4 separate regions of the Sus scrofa genome follow, and regions 1, 3 and 4 are each linked to region 2. Evidence: chromatin contacts called from public HiChIP or PLAC-seq data. All regions are on one chromosome and are shown on one strand. The core of a region is the stretch at or near the end of the contact, and the rest is flanking DNA. Distances in the headings are between cores, read along the strand shown.

What was found. HiChIP or PLAC-seq counts read pairs in DNA pulled down with a chosen protein or histone mark.
Region 1: an H3K27ac HiChIP or PLAC-seq map of alveolar macrophages shows a contact between it and region 2. The contact joins two enhancer-like sites. A contact is called at or near these places in 2 of 47 Hi-C or Micro-C datasets (embryonic fibroblasts and subcutaneous adipose tissue) and 1 of 2 datasets of contacts at active chromatin or transcription factors (alveolar macrophages).
Region 3: a contact with region 2 is called in an H3K27ac HiChIP or PLAC-seq map of alveolar macrophages. The contact joins two enhancer-like sites. A contact is called at or near these places in 15 of 47 Hi-C or Micro-C datasets (alveolar macrophages, epiblast stem cells, fetal skeletal muscle and 8 more) and 2 of 2 datasets of contacts at active chromatin or transcription factors (alveolar macrophages and skeletal muscle).
Region 4: an H3K27ac HiChIP or PLAC-seq map of alveolar macrophages shows a contact between it and region 2. The contact joins two enhancer-like sites. A contact is called at or near these places in 1 of 47 Hi-C or Micro-C datasets (embryonic fibroblasts) and 1 of 2 datasets of contacts at active chromatin or transcription factors (alveolar macrophages).

The regions. Positions count from the first base shown.
Region 1 is chr14:101,150,808-101,154,253 of Sscrofa11.1, forward strand. All of the region lies in intron 2 of LIPA (lipase A, lysosomal acid type), which reads right to left. Among named protein-coding and RNA genes, the nearest start is that of LIPA, 9.6 kb to the right of the region's middle. Within about 2 kb of position 1,779, at least 16 of the 83 cell types and tissues checked have an H3K27ac peak or open chromatin away from gene starts, as enhancers often do. A contact at or near this core is called in alveolar macrophages, where this site is marked.
Region 2 is chr14:100,577,835-100,581,076 of Sscrofa11.1, forward strand. The region is part of intron 4 of RNLS (renalase); the gene reads right to left. Among named protein-coding and RNA genes, the nearest start is that of RNLS, 25 kb to the right of the region's middle. Within about 2 kb of position 1,342, at least 5 of the 83 cell types and tissues checked have an H3K27ac peak or open chromatin away from gene starts, as enhancers often do. A contact at or near this core is called in alveolar macrophages, where this site is marked.
Region 3 is chr14:99,907,478-99,911,184 of Sscrofa11.1, forward strand. It overlaps LOC102162281 (a long non-coding RNA gene), which reads left to right. Exons shown (of 4, transcript XR_002338607.1): 4 at 59-182. Among named protein-coding and RNA genes, the nearest start is that of KLLN, 20 kb to the right of the region's middle. Within about 2 kb of position 1,439, at least 4 of the 83 cell types and tissues checked have an H3K27ac peak or open chromatin away from gene starts, as enhancers often do. A contact at or near this core is called in alveolar macrophages, where this site is marked.
Region 4 is chr14:99,947,283-99,950,961 of Sscrofa11.1, forward strand. All of the region lies in intron 1 of PTEN (phosphatase and tensin homolog), which reads left to right. Among named protein-coding and RNA genes, the nearest start is that of PTEN, 19 kb to the left of the region's middle. Within about 2 kb of position 2,394, at least 2 of the 83 cell types and tissues checked have an H3K27ac peak or open chromatin away from gene starts, as enhancers often do. A contact at or near this core is called in alveolar macrophages, where this site is marked.

The DNA.
Region 1 (3,446 bases), core at 529-3,028, 570 kb after region 2:
ATTACACATTTCTCAGGAGTTCCCGTTGTGGCTCAGCAATAACAAATTAGACTAGAATCCATGAGGTTGCAGGTTCTATCCCTGGCCTCTCTCAATGGGTGGGGGATACAGCGTTGCCATGAGCTGTGGTATAGGTCGCAGACATGGCTTGGATCTAGTGTTGCTGTGGCTGCAGTATAGACCGGCAGATGTAGCTCCGATTCTACCCCTAGCCTGAGAACTTCCATATACCGCAGGTGTGGCCCTATAAAGACCAAAAAAAAAAAAAAAAAAAAAAAAAAAAAAAAAGGAGTTCCCGTCGTGGTGCAGTGGTTAACAAATCCAACTAGGAACCATGAGGTTGCGGGTTCGGTCCCTGCACTTGCTCAGTGGGTTAACGATCTGGCGTTGCCGTGAGCTGTGGTGTAGGTTGCAGACGTGGCTCAGATCCTGAGTTGCTGTGGCTCTGGTGTAGGCCGGTGGCTCCGATTAGACCCCTAGCCTGGGAACCTCCATATGCCGCGGAAGCGGCCCAAAGAAATAGCAAAAAGACAAAAAAAAAAAAAAAAAAAATTCTGGCCCTAGTCCTGATTTAAGGAGCCGGGAACTCCAGGGACAGAGCCTGGAAATCATTTTTGAGACGTTCCCTTGCCTCTTGCGATAGAGCCCATCTATAGCCATGTTCAAGGTGGATCCATCGAAAGGTGAGTGTGTCCAGTCCTCTGCAGTGCTGGGCGGGCCCATCGAATGTGGAGATCCTGGGTCTGCATCCAACAGACCCCTGGAGGCAGTTCTAGGGCCCCCTACTCAAGAATTATTGAGTATAGACTTTCATTTATCCAAAGCAGGGGGCGATTGAGTGAATTTTTGTAGTCTATGTCTAGTTTGAAGAATTGGTCTCAAAAACCAGCCCCAAACACCATAAACAAGTCACATTAGTGGGAAGCCTCAGCCACCTTACATGCACATGAAGAAGAAATAAGGAGAGGCTTATCTCCTAAGTATTTATCCCCAGAAACTTAAGCAATGGAAGCTGGTACACTTGAGGTTATCAAAATCAAGCACTTTCCACACTTTACAAGCCTTATTTCATCTAACTTTTACAACCACCTATGAAGTGGCAAGTATTATTCTTCTCATTTAGTAGATGAAGAAATTAAAACTTAGTGAGCTCAAGTACACTGTCGAGGTCATGCAGCTAGTTAAAGTAGCAGAGCCAGGACTTAAACCCAAGGCCAATGCTGTGAGCGTGCTCCCATTTAACCACTGGGTGTCCAGCCTCAAAGTGCTCTTGAACAAGGAACATGCAGAGCTTTGGCCAACCCAATCCCCAGGAGGTCCCGGGACTATAGGAGCGGGTAGACTGAAGCCTTGGGCAGGAAGAAAGCTCAAGGCCCACTGCGGAAAACCAAGGTTACAGACCTCACCACCAGCATAATAACTTATTATTTACTGTCTTAACTGCTATGAAGTAAATGCATAGAGAGCTATGAGAATATGCACCCAGGAGCCTGTCTGAGTGTGGGCAGCTGGGGAAATCCTCCCTGAAGCAACCTTGAGGCTGAGGACAGAGACCAGGGAAGAGCCCTCAAGCAGGAGGAGAAGGAGCCCTGGAGGAAGGAGGGGTGCTGAGCAGAGTGCTCTCTTCCTTTCCACTCTGACGCTTTGCTCCAGCCCTCACCTGCAGTTAGGAGACAAATTGTGCTGTGAAGCGGACACTGCCTTGTGGTACTCATTAGGCAGAGGGTCTGAACACAGCTCCCTACCCAGAGTGCCATCAAGGTCCAAGCAAGCCCGGCACTGCTTAATAGCCCATCTGTCCAGGGCCTTCGGGAGGCGAGGAATTATATCCAAGCTGATCAAGGCCTCTGCATTTAGGAAATGGTTTCCCTAGGAACCACATAAAAGGGAAGAGGAGAAAAACCAGAAATTGGTCAGAATCCTAAAATATACAATCAAAAAAAAAATGTTTTTTTAAAACCACAGGCCAGTGACTTTTCCCCCAAAGACCTAGCTCACAAGCCACGTGGTAGATTTTCAAATATGACTCACAAAAAGTTCATTGGGCAACCCCTGATGATTCTTTCCTAAGGCAAAGTTCAAATAGCCTGTTTCTGCAAGAAGGCAATTACTTAACAGCCTAAAATGCACTTTACTTATTGGACCATCAAACACACAATGCTCTTCAGACATAAGTATTCCAATACCGGTGCTTCATTTGCTAATTGCTTTATTTTACAGTTTATTTCCCGGTTTGGCAAGAAGTAAGTGATCATTGGTACTTTATGTATTTTAGGCAAGGCCTTTATTTATTTCCCTATTTTAGACAAATAAATAAATATTCTTACTATCACAGAATTAATAGCTTGCTCAATACTTATTACGTAAGATCGAATACTCCAGTGCAAAGAACAGTGAATCTGATGGCAGACTGACTGGGCCACTATCCTTTGACCTCAAGTAAATCCCTTTCCCTCTTTGAGTCTCACTGTCTGGTCCAGTAAAATGAGAGTGTTGTTCTAGAACATGGGTTCCCAAACCCAGGGATTTTACCTTGGAATACACTGGGGAGTTATGCTAAAAATGCAAGCTCTCCAGGAGTTCCCATTGTGGTAACAAACCAGATAAGCATCCATGAGGATGTGGGTTCGATCCCTGGCCTCGCTCAGTGGGTTGAAGACCCAGTGTTGCCATGAACTGTGGAACAGGTCAAAGAAGTGGCTCAGATCCCGAGTTGCTGTGGGTGTGGTGTAAGCCAGCAGCTGCAGCTCTGATTCGGCCCCAAGCCTAGGAATTTCCATATGCTGTAGGTGCAGCCCTAAAAAGAAAAAAAAAAAAAAGAAAGAAAAGAAAAAAGCAAACTCTCTAAATCCCTGGCCCTGGCAGGACTCAGATGCTTCTAGTGCTACCACCCCATGACTTTCTGAAATCAGGCTGAGCAGATGAAAAACATAACCACTTCCCTAAGCAACAGATTCTGAACTTCAATTCTCTTGTGGAGTTAGTGCAAATGAGGGGTAGCTCAACACTCGATAGATAAGTTTGTTAACATTTAGAAACATATATCTACTCCATACGTTGCCAAGAGTTTTCTAAATACACATTTCAAGCTGCCTAATTAGTAGAGGTCTGACCAGACAGGCAAATGATTATCTATATCAGGGGATTCTTTACTGGGTCCATAAGCTCTCGGCAGCTGAATATAAAATATTTGTGTGCCCAGGTGCCCTCCCTCCCTCCCTTCCTTCCTCCCTTCCTTTCTTCCTCCCTCCCTTCCTCCCCTCCTCTCTCCTTCCCAACCCCCTCCCTCTCTCTCTTTTTTTCTTACCAGAGAGAGGATCCATTGCCTTCATCCACTTTAGAATCCCAATTTTGAAGACTGCCCCATATAACTCTTACTTAGGCCAGCCACTCAGAAGGCATGTTGCTGCTGGTTGCTGTGAGAAATACAAAGCAGGCAAAGATGC
Region 2 (3,242 bases), core at 92-2,591:
ACAAATACAAGCTAAACAGCAGCAGCAGCAGCTTCTTTCATTGACCACTGATCATGTGCCAGCAATTTATCAGGTGTTTTAATACATTATTTATTTTAATCTCTCAAATGCCCTGATACGGTAGGACTTACCACCTCAACTGTACTGAGAAGAAATCAAGGAGTCAGAGAGGTTAAGTAATGTGCCCAAGGACACACAGATAATAAGCAGCAGAGCCAGGATTAGGAAGAAGGGCAGAAGAAATGACTAGTAGTTGCTCTTAAGCCCAACTGCATACAAAACAACATATTTCAGAAGCAACTAAAAGAGAAATGCAACCAACAAATCTTCCCACTATAAGCTCCTTAAGAAGTGGGGCTAGGGCTCATTAACCTAGATGATCTCAGAATCTGGGACAATTCCTGGAATATGGTGAGTACTCATTAGATGTATGTGTATGTTAAACAAATGGAAAGCAATTGGTAATGGAGGCAATAAGAAATCACATTCTCTCAAAGCAAAGTCTTTGTGATGACAGTAAATAAAAAAGAGTAGTGAGAACATTCATGTGTAAGGTCAACAGTCACAAACTAGAAAGATATTTATACATCAACTGTCTGATAATGACTACTGCATGTTCATAGATGTTTTCCCCTATTATATTACTATATAAAGATTTTAATCACTAAGAGCATAATTACCTTAAAATGTTAAAGACAATGAGGAGGAAACGCACACAAACATATCTGTATTTTGAGGATGGCTTAAAATTCACTCCATTGTAAATGGAAAAAAAATCTAACTGAAAGAAAATTCTCTATGAAAGTAAAAAACGAATCAAAAGATTAATTCTCTTTTATTCAAATAAAATCTCTAATTTAAAGTCACAACAAAATAAATTCACAATTTTGTTAGATTCGTGCAACTATATTCATACGAGAAAAGCCTCGGTAATAGGATAGCTTGCTCTTTTGGGGGTGTGTGTGTGGAGTGGGAGTATTATGAAAACAAAAAAAAAAAAAAAAAACCTTGGTCTATCAGAATTTTAAAAGAAAATAACACTTTGGCCAAACCAAAATTTCCCACAGTAACAACCTACATGCAGCCACATTCAGTGACTAAACTGTGTTTTTCTTAAGCAGTAGAGTTCATTCTGACAATTTATCTACTAAGAATTGTGCCAGAAAAATGCCTATTCATTTTCTATATTCTGTTTGGCAAACAAAGCATGACACATAGAAATATAAAAGAAAAATATAATCCCAAGATGCACTTGAAATCATTGCAGAGAAGTGTTCTAAATTGTCTTAGGCCTGTGACATCAGCTTTCAGAATAGCATTTAAACACTGCCACATGCTGTTCATCTGTGTGTCCTACAGCCTGTGGGCACCAAGCCTGGCTTCAACAGAAGAATGAATCATAGGCCAGATTTATGAAACTGTTAACTCTTCAAAAGCCCCAACTGGTCTTGAAAAAGGGAAGTGTAACAATCTTGAGAACTAGTAATTCTTTAAGAATTGGTCATTTCTAATTAAGATTTTAGGAAGCACAGAACTGTACTCATGACAAAAAAGTCTCCATGAGCACGCTGTTTGCTGTGAAACAGATTTTGTATATAACATATTGAATTTAATCATGAGCTTGAATTTTTTTATTTTACTGATTTTATAACATTCTCTCTTTATCAGTGCTAAGTCTATGTGGTACCACATAGGAACTATGTTCTCTAAATATATTAGCTTGAGTATATCTTTTTATACTGTAATATAAATTATGTACACCTCCTCTAAAAGTAGTGTAATGTCTGAATGTCTGTAATGCAGGTAGGAATTCAGGTATATTCAGGTAGGAATCATGCTATATTCAGTGTAGCTCTTCCTGTGATTGATGAGAGAAGAGATGCTCAGAAAATGCTTATTAAATTAATAAATGGCTGAATGAATGATTAAGCATAGTTCAGAATTTCAGAAATTTCTAGAGAATGACTATTACATCCTACCATTTACTTCTTATTTCCCTTTTTATGAAAATAATATATTTAGAAAGAGATTCAAACTAGTTGTCATTTTTACATCCTTTTCCCATATTCAGCAGCATCATCAACCAAAACAAAGGCACTAAAGATTCTTGTTCATTTTGGTTACTTTGATCAGAAAAGTTGAACCAGCATTGAGAACTATGTCTAGATACTCATGTTGCAACAGAAGAAAGGGTGGGGGAAAAACTGTAATTGCAATGTATACGTGTAAGGATAACCTGACCCCCTTGCTGTACAGTGGGAAAATAAAAAATAAAATAAAAAAAAAAAAAAAAGCTTACTCAAAAAATCAAGAAAAAAAAAAAAAAAAAAAAAAGAAAAGTTGAACCAGAGTGAGCTATTCTATGTTCTTATCCAAAGGCCTTAATTCTAACAAAATCAGGTATAAAACATTCCAATTAAAAACATTTCAGTAGTAAATTGAAAAAAAAAATCTTAGGTAGCAAAGCAGCATAAATTCAGTATTCACTCATTTTAGTCATTTTCCATTGTCTCAAATATTTAAAATATCTAATGTGCTTAGAAGAGATCAAGTTCTAGAGGGAAATATTGACTGGGTCTCATTTTAAACTCGTAATTACTAACTTCAAGTGGATCTTAGTGCTACCTAGCTACCCTACCTCATCCTGCTCAAGTCACTCCCTTGGGTGATTACTCACACCTCTTCTCTCCATTTAAAACTTCAAAACCTCCTGCCCCTCCTTAGTCTTGGCTGATTATATTGTGTCTTGTTTCACTGAGAAAATGAATCCTTGGAAAGGGATTTCCACAGGCTTTCATTTCCAAAGATATCATCCCGTCCCCACCTCTGCTCACATGCACCACCTTCCCTCCTGTTTCATGGGGAGAACTGTCTAGCTCCCATCTATAGCCTCAGCCTCTACCTCCTACTCAAGATCATGACTCCTATAACTATCCAGTCTTAATCTACAGCATCAATGTCTCCCTTCCTATTAGATTCTTTCCATCAGCACACAAACATGTTATAATACAGCCCATCTTAAAAAACACAAAACAGGAGTTCCCTAGTGGCTTGTGGGTTAAGGATCCAGTATTGTCCCTGCTGTGGCTCTGGTTACTGTTGTGGTGAGGATCCGAGCCATAGCTGCAACCTAAGCTGCAGCTGCAAAAACACCATCCTTAACCCATTCTGCTGGGCCGGGGATTGAACCTGTATCCCAGTGCTCCCACGTCACAGCGATCCCGCTGCACCACAGCGGGATC
Region 3 (3,707 bases), core at 189-2,688, 670 kb before region 2:
ATTAAGGATTAGAATCAATGATAACATTTCTTTTCCCTCTTTCTCTCTCCTTTGGTAGAGGTACTTGTATGAAGACTGCTTCACTATGGAGTTCCCGTCATGGCACGGTGGAAATAATCCAACCAAGAACCATGAGATTTCGGGATTGATCCCTGGCCTCGCTCAGAGGGTTAAGGATCCGGTGTTGCAGTGAGCTGTGGTATAGGTTGCAGATGTGGCTCAGATCCCACGTTGCTGTGGCACAGGCCGGCAGCTGTAGCTCCAATTAGACCTTTAGCCTGGAAACCTCCATATGCCATGGGTGTGGCCCTAAAAAGAAAAAAAAGAAAAGGCTGCTTCGCTATGGAGGTTTGGTCCTCTGTGGTCACGACTGGTGAACTAATGGGGATGGGTCTGCTAGGAGAGTACTTACAGAGTACTGGAAACTTAGGGGGAAAATTCCTGGGGGTTGAAAATTGCAGAAATGATAATAAAGCCTCAGATATTTCAGGAGAGGAATAATTTCAGTACCTGTGATACGGAAGCCGTATAGGGTCAAATTGTAGGAAAAACATGAGATATATTTACGTAAATCAGGCTGGTAGACCATTAGTGGTAATATGTAATCTATAAATATTCATTATTATTTGTATCACAGTGCTTATGCCAGGCTGTCCATAGAAACATATTTGTGGAGACCTAGGAGAGAAAGTATAAACAAGCCAGTGATTTTTTAAAAATAATTCAATGAATTTTACTGTATTTATTGTTTTACAGCCATCATCACAACCTAATTTTAGAACATTTTCATCCCAAACCCCCAGTCCCAGTGGTCTTCTTAAGACCTTACATATACCCTTTAATGACCCTGTACATTTCTAAGTGTTATCAACAAAGTTTAGTAATAATAAAGTACTGGTTATCATCATTATTACTCTTATTATGTCCCCATTTTATGTTATCACTAATTTTATATTGGATTAGTGAGAAAATAAGATGTAATTTTCAAAATATTCAAATATTTAAGTAGATTTCTCTAAACTGAGAGGAATGAAATTCATACATATAGACAAGGAATTTAATCGTCATTTCTAAGTCTTACGGATTTTGCTTTCCCGCAGAAATGAACTCCTTTGATTTTATTATCGTAGAATGAGTTTCTTGTCAAGAGTCATTTTTGCTTACCTCATCTTTGAATATTTGTTAGACCACTAGTATTTCCTCTATCCATACTTCCTATGTAAGTACAAAAATACCTTACTTCCTCTTTCCAGGCAAGTAGAAACTTCAAAAAGATAATGAAGAAATTCTTTTCCTTCTAATTGATTCTTTGGCCCTTTTAATTTCTCCTCCACTCCCAGCAAGGGGTAGTCATTAAAATGCCTCAGACAACTGTGGAGTCGTCATGATCATAACTATGATATGATCACGTTACACACCCATTCAAAGTTCTCTGCTTCAGGGCCAAGGTTTGGGTGATGTCACATAGCCTATGGACTTCCTGCTTCCTGGACTGGTTTGGTTTCTCTGTTGTGAGCGTAGGAAATGAGAGAAAGACGAGCTCATTGTAATTCTGAGGATCATTTTTAATTAGAGTCTGATAAATCTTGAGATAGCTCCATATGGATAAATGTATCTAATTTATACCTTTTGACCTGGTGTATAATAGTCTATCATCCAAAAAGTCACATTTCATTTATACATATTGATGGATATTTAGGTTCTTCCTAACTTTTTGTTATTTCAAATAATATTGCCATGAAAATCCCTACATGTTTTCTTATGCACATATATGAAAGTTTTTCTAGTATACAGGGTTTTTAAATTTTTTGGTTGGCTTATCCCACAGACAATTTGGAAAAACTTTTCTTCCTTACACATTTTAGAATTAGAATTAAACTTTCCATCATGAGTTTAAGTAGCTACAAAGGAAGCAATTTCCTGTAATGTAAAAATTAACATTTAAAAATAGAATTCTTAAGTGTAGCCAATGGAATATAAATGCCATAGTGATTTGATATATCCACCATTATCCATCAAAACATTAACAACATGAACAAGCTCTTCTGTTACAGTGAGAAATTTTACATCACTTTTTCGTCTCTTTGCCCTTGAGTTTTCTTTCCATTTTTGCCACATATTTTTATCTGAATATAATATCCATTAAGTGTGAATATCTTTAATGATCACTCTATCGTATTTCTCTGTAACAACTTTTATACATAAATTTAAATTAAAATTATAAATTTAAATTAAATTCCTTTGACCATAATACTCCTAATTGTTAAAATTGTTCTCATTTATCATTGTTTTTAATTCATAATTGATCAATTAAATACTTTAAAGTGTTATAATTATTAAACACAGAAAAGAAATCAGTGCAGCTTAAAAAATTAGTTTTTATATCAAATGAATTTTACTTGTTTCCAGAAGGAGTCAGGTTCACATATTCAGTTTAATTCAAAGTGTTTGCTTTTATATTATGAACACTGAGGAACACTGTTCACATAAATATGTAACTGAAAGGAATTGTTTCAGTGATGTCACATTTTTATTGGAAAGCTTGCCAATTTATATGCCATACATCACTTAGTGATCTTATTTTTAATAATTTATCAGTGGACAATTTGAATAAGTCTTCCTTCAGTTTACTAGAAAACAAGTACTGTTGGAGTTCCTGTCATGGGGCAGCAGAAACGAATCTGGCTAGGAACCATGTGGTTTCGGGTTTGATCCCTGGCCCCTCTCAGTGGGTTAAGGATCCAGCGTTGCTGTGGTGGTGTAGATCTCAGACGCGGCTCGGATCTGGCATTGGAGAGGCTGTGGTGCAGGCCAGCAGCTGTAGCTCTGATTAAACCCCTAGCCTGTGAATCTCCATATGCATGGGTGCAGCCCTAAAAAGACAAAAGACAAAAAATAAGAAAATAAGAAAACAAGTACTGTTAAACAATCTAACTTACAAAAGGGTTTGTTACTCAGTCCATAGCATCATTTAGCTTCTTAACACCAATATCATTATTTCAGGCTGTCTCTCTAGATCCTTGCAGCTTTATACACTTTAGAGCAGTACCCCATTTTAGCATTCAGATAGAGGTGTGCCTTTGTCTTTTAAAGTGGGAGAAAGGGCCAGTGTGAAAGGGAAGGTTGGGACTAGGAACCACTGGTTCTCAGGTAGATCAGATTTAGGAGGGAGTATAGATAAAAGTTAAAGATCTGGAGTTGATCCCCTTAAAACTATCTGAGTGTCTCAGTTCTCTAGTTGGAAGACCACTGCTCTGAGGAATAGAAGTAGAATTACTACTGTTGGAGTCTCTCAAGCTCTATGACTATGTCACTGGACTCACATCACTGAGAACATGGATTTGTCTGTCAAGGACCTGGGAGAAGTCCCTCTGAAGGTCCCTATATGTGAGTCACAGGACTCTAATTTGGGGGAAATCCCAGGGTAACTATTTAAATAACTGGTGACTGATGAATAGTAGCCCACCAGGGTTCTATGAGACACTTCATTTCTTTTTGTAATTTGCTTTGTGAGGGTCTCTGGAAGTATTTTTATTCATGATTTTCTTTCTTTAAAGGGCATCCTTAGTCTACATTAACAGAGATGGTACAAAGACAGCATTGCAGTTGGTTTGCATTCTCTGCCCTGAAGCAGAAATGCCTTTAAGGCCTCCTTTACCCTCTGTTAATTGCAAAATAAACAGATGTCTAGAGGAAAAGGTTATTAG
Region 4 (3,679 bases), core at 1,144-3,643, 630 kb before region 2:
CATAGCAACGCCAGATCCGAGCCACGTCTGCGACCTACACCACAGTGCACGACAACGCCGGATCCTTAACCCACTGAGCAAGGCCAGGGATCGAACCTGCAACCTCGTGGTTCCTAGTCGGATTCGTTAACCACTGCGCCATGACAGGAACTCCAAGAAATACAAAATTTTTATTAAATGAGAAAGCCATAGAAGTCCATGAGCACAATTTGATTTTAGAAGTTGATAATATGGATATAACTGTGACATACTTGGAAAGTGTTTGTTAAATTTAAACTTGTTAAAATTTGTTGAAAGAAGTGTAAAGCTGATGTAGCTTATGAACCAATGACTGAATTTCTTTTCCTCTCACCTGAGCCTTAGGTGTCTGTGGTTAGACAGCATCGAAAGCAGGGAAAATGCTCCAGAAATTAGTGGAAAATAAAATTAAATGGTGAAGTGGCTGCATTTGCTAACTTGCTTTGATTCTTGTCTTCTCTTGTTAGTCTGACTTTATTCCTTTACTTATGCTGCCAGTGTAGCTCAGTGTTCCTATCAAATTTGCTTTTGATACTTTTTGATAGCTACCTCTACAGTGACTATCTGTATGTCATTTTTTTAGACCTGTCATGTTCTGTATATGCTATTACTTCATATTGTTACATCTTACAGTTAGCTGGAATTCTAAAAATAGCTTATATGTGATCTTTGGAAATAAGGAAATTATTTAATTATTTAAATAATTCCTTAAAATAATTATGGCAGAAAAAAATAGTTATTTGTATACTAGCACTGTACTTTATAAGTTGTTAAGGGATAAGCGTATCTACACATTGTACCTAGTACTACAGAGAAACTTCTCAGAACTGCTCTACTGTTAGTAATTATTATACTTAAAATAAGATTCAGTCTATATGTCAGGAACATATTATTGTAAAATAAGGCTTAGGGAGCACTGTTTTTATCCCTTGTCATTTTGAAAAAAATGCAACATAATGGAAAGTAGTAAAACAAAATATGTTAGGGAGCTATTTTTGGTTGTTACCCTCTATTTGAAAATTCAAGGTAAATTTATAGCATAAACTGCATTAATTAAAAATTCTGAAATACAGTAGACTCATGAGATCACAACTCACAAGGTGTTTTCTAAAAGATAATTTGTTAATTATAGGCAATTAGGAAAATATTTTTAGTGTTTTAAGTTATGATTGGCTGCGTAGAATATCCAATAAAATTATTTAGCTCTTATGAAGCCACATTATTTTATAATAGGTCAGTTATACTGTGGGTTAAATCAACTTCTGTAGACAGACTTTAAAACATAACTAATGTTTATTAGTTTTTTCCTTTGGAACAGTATTCAGTGTTGTGAGAAGGGATTGTTGTAGCACTTGAATCAAACATGATATATATAACTATCAGAACTCATAAACCAATAACTTAAGATCTGTGTATTTAATTGTAGGTAAATTATACTTCAGTTTAAACAAAACAAATTTAGCACATTTGCTTGAAGGTAGGGGAGTGGGGAAAGACTGTCTATTGTGTCTCATCTCCTATAGCTATGATGGCATTCCAACTTGGGCAAAATAGAAAGTACCATATATGCATTTCTCACCTCTCTGTTGCATGTGTAGTAGCCAATGATGTGGGGAAAAAAGGCTTTTTTTCTTTCTGGAGTTACGTTTTACATATGTTCTTAAATAAAAAGGCAAATTGATATAGTACAGTTTTTAAAGAGTTTAAAATTTCAGTTAAGCTTAGATGCTCTTTAGAAGGGTTAGATTATTCAGTAAGTCAGTGTCATTGAAGAACAACCAAATAGTTCTGGTGGGCTCTTCTAATCCAGAGTTGTACCATTTGTTCAACTGAGAGACAAACATCACTGTTTTAGGCATTGTTCATATATTACATCATTTAATCCTTATGACAGTGCTATTATATGATAGTGTTTTAATAGTATTATGATAGTATTTTATTATTCAGAGCAAAATATCTAAAATTTTTTTGTAAGAAACGTTTTAGCATAGGGAAGCAAAAAGCCATATATTAAAAAGATTTTGTTTATTGATATAATTCTTGGCATAAGAAATATTTGCCTCAAGTTTGAGCACTCAATAGCTGCTGACGTTAGTTTTGGAAATACCAGTAGATTTTTATATTGTGTTTCAGAAGTTTTTTAATTTTAACGTTATTTCAAATTACTTTCATTTGAAACTGCTTCCTTTGAAAATTTTATATTTTATTGATTTGAAACATGGAAAAACTTAATCTTTTGTGAGACTGAATGGTGTAAAAAGCTTGGGCTTTGGAGTTAGGTACATGAGTTTGAATCATAACAAACTACTTAACTGGCTTTAGGACCTTTGGCAAATTACCCAATCTTTTTGACCCTCAATTTCATCATCTATGAAGTGGTAATGTTACTTCATAGGATTGTTAAGATTAAATGAGAATGCATTTGGCATACTGTCTGGGACATGTTCTTTCTGTTTTTCAATCTTATGAGGGATGCCAAAGTCTTGGGAAAAACTGTATGAATAAGAAAGATGAGAGTCTGAGCAACCTGAAACCTTAAGAAGACTGAAGTCCTAGCTTTTCTTTATAGGAAGGACTGGATTGTTACTCTATAAGAGATTGCAGGGCCATAGGAACTCCCATGTTGACCAAGCTCCCTGCCACAGCATCATTAAAACTAGAGCTACTCTATCAGTCCCTCCACCTTCTCCATAAAGTTTCGTGTGTGAGCTGTGCTGGACTACTCGCTTTTTCTGAATATTTTATGTGTTCCTTTATTTCTTCTCTAACCCTCTGTTTGGAATGTTGTAATTGCCCTTGTTTCTTCTTCTGTTTACTAATGTCTGACTTATTTTTTAAGGATTATCTAATGTATTACCTATTTTATAAAGCTTTATCTCTTCTTGTACAGAATTAATCCCTTTTTCTAGCTTTTAAAGTATCTTGATCTTATGTATAATGGGGCCTTTGGCACAGTTGTAGATCTGTATGTCTGTCTTCCCTAATAGAATAGGAACCTCTCAAGTGCAGTAGTCTTTGTTTACTTAGCCTTATGTTCTCAGTGCCCCTTGCACAATGTTCATTATGTGTTTGGGTAATGAAGTGAATAAAGCGGGGGGGGGTGTATCTGAATTCACTTTAATGAGTACGTAACACCCTCATTTATGTATAGTTACTGACAAATAGTTTTCTTAAATTAACCAAGCCCTTTGCAACCTTACTTAATTAGTATTCATAATACAAGAGTAAATTTGAGTATAGTTCTGTTAAAATGACTGCATTTCAAGGGGCTTTGTATTTTTTTTTAATTGAAGAGTATTTATTTACAGTATTTCAGGTGCATAACAAAGTGATTTGGATTTTTTCCATTAGAGGTCATCCAAGGTATTGAATGTGATTCTCTGTGCTATACAGTAGGTCTTTGTGGTTTATCTATTTTATATATAGTAGTATGTATCTGTCAATCCCAAATTCCTAATTTATTCCTTCCCCCATTTCTTTTTTTTTTTTCCCCACTGTACAGCAAGGGGATCAAGTTATCCTTACATGTATACGTTACAATTACATTTTTTTTCCCCACCCTTTGTTCTGTTGCAACATGAGTATCTAGACAAAGTTCTCAATGCTATTCAGCAGGATCTCCTTGTAAATCTATTCTAAGTTGTGTCTGATAAGCCCAAGC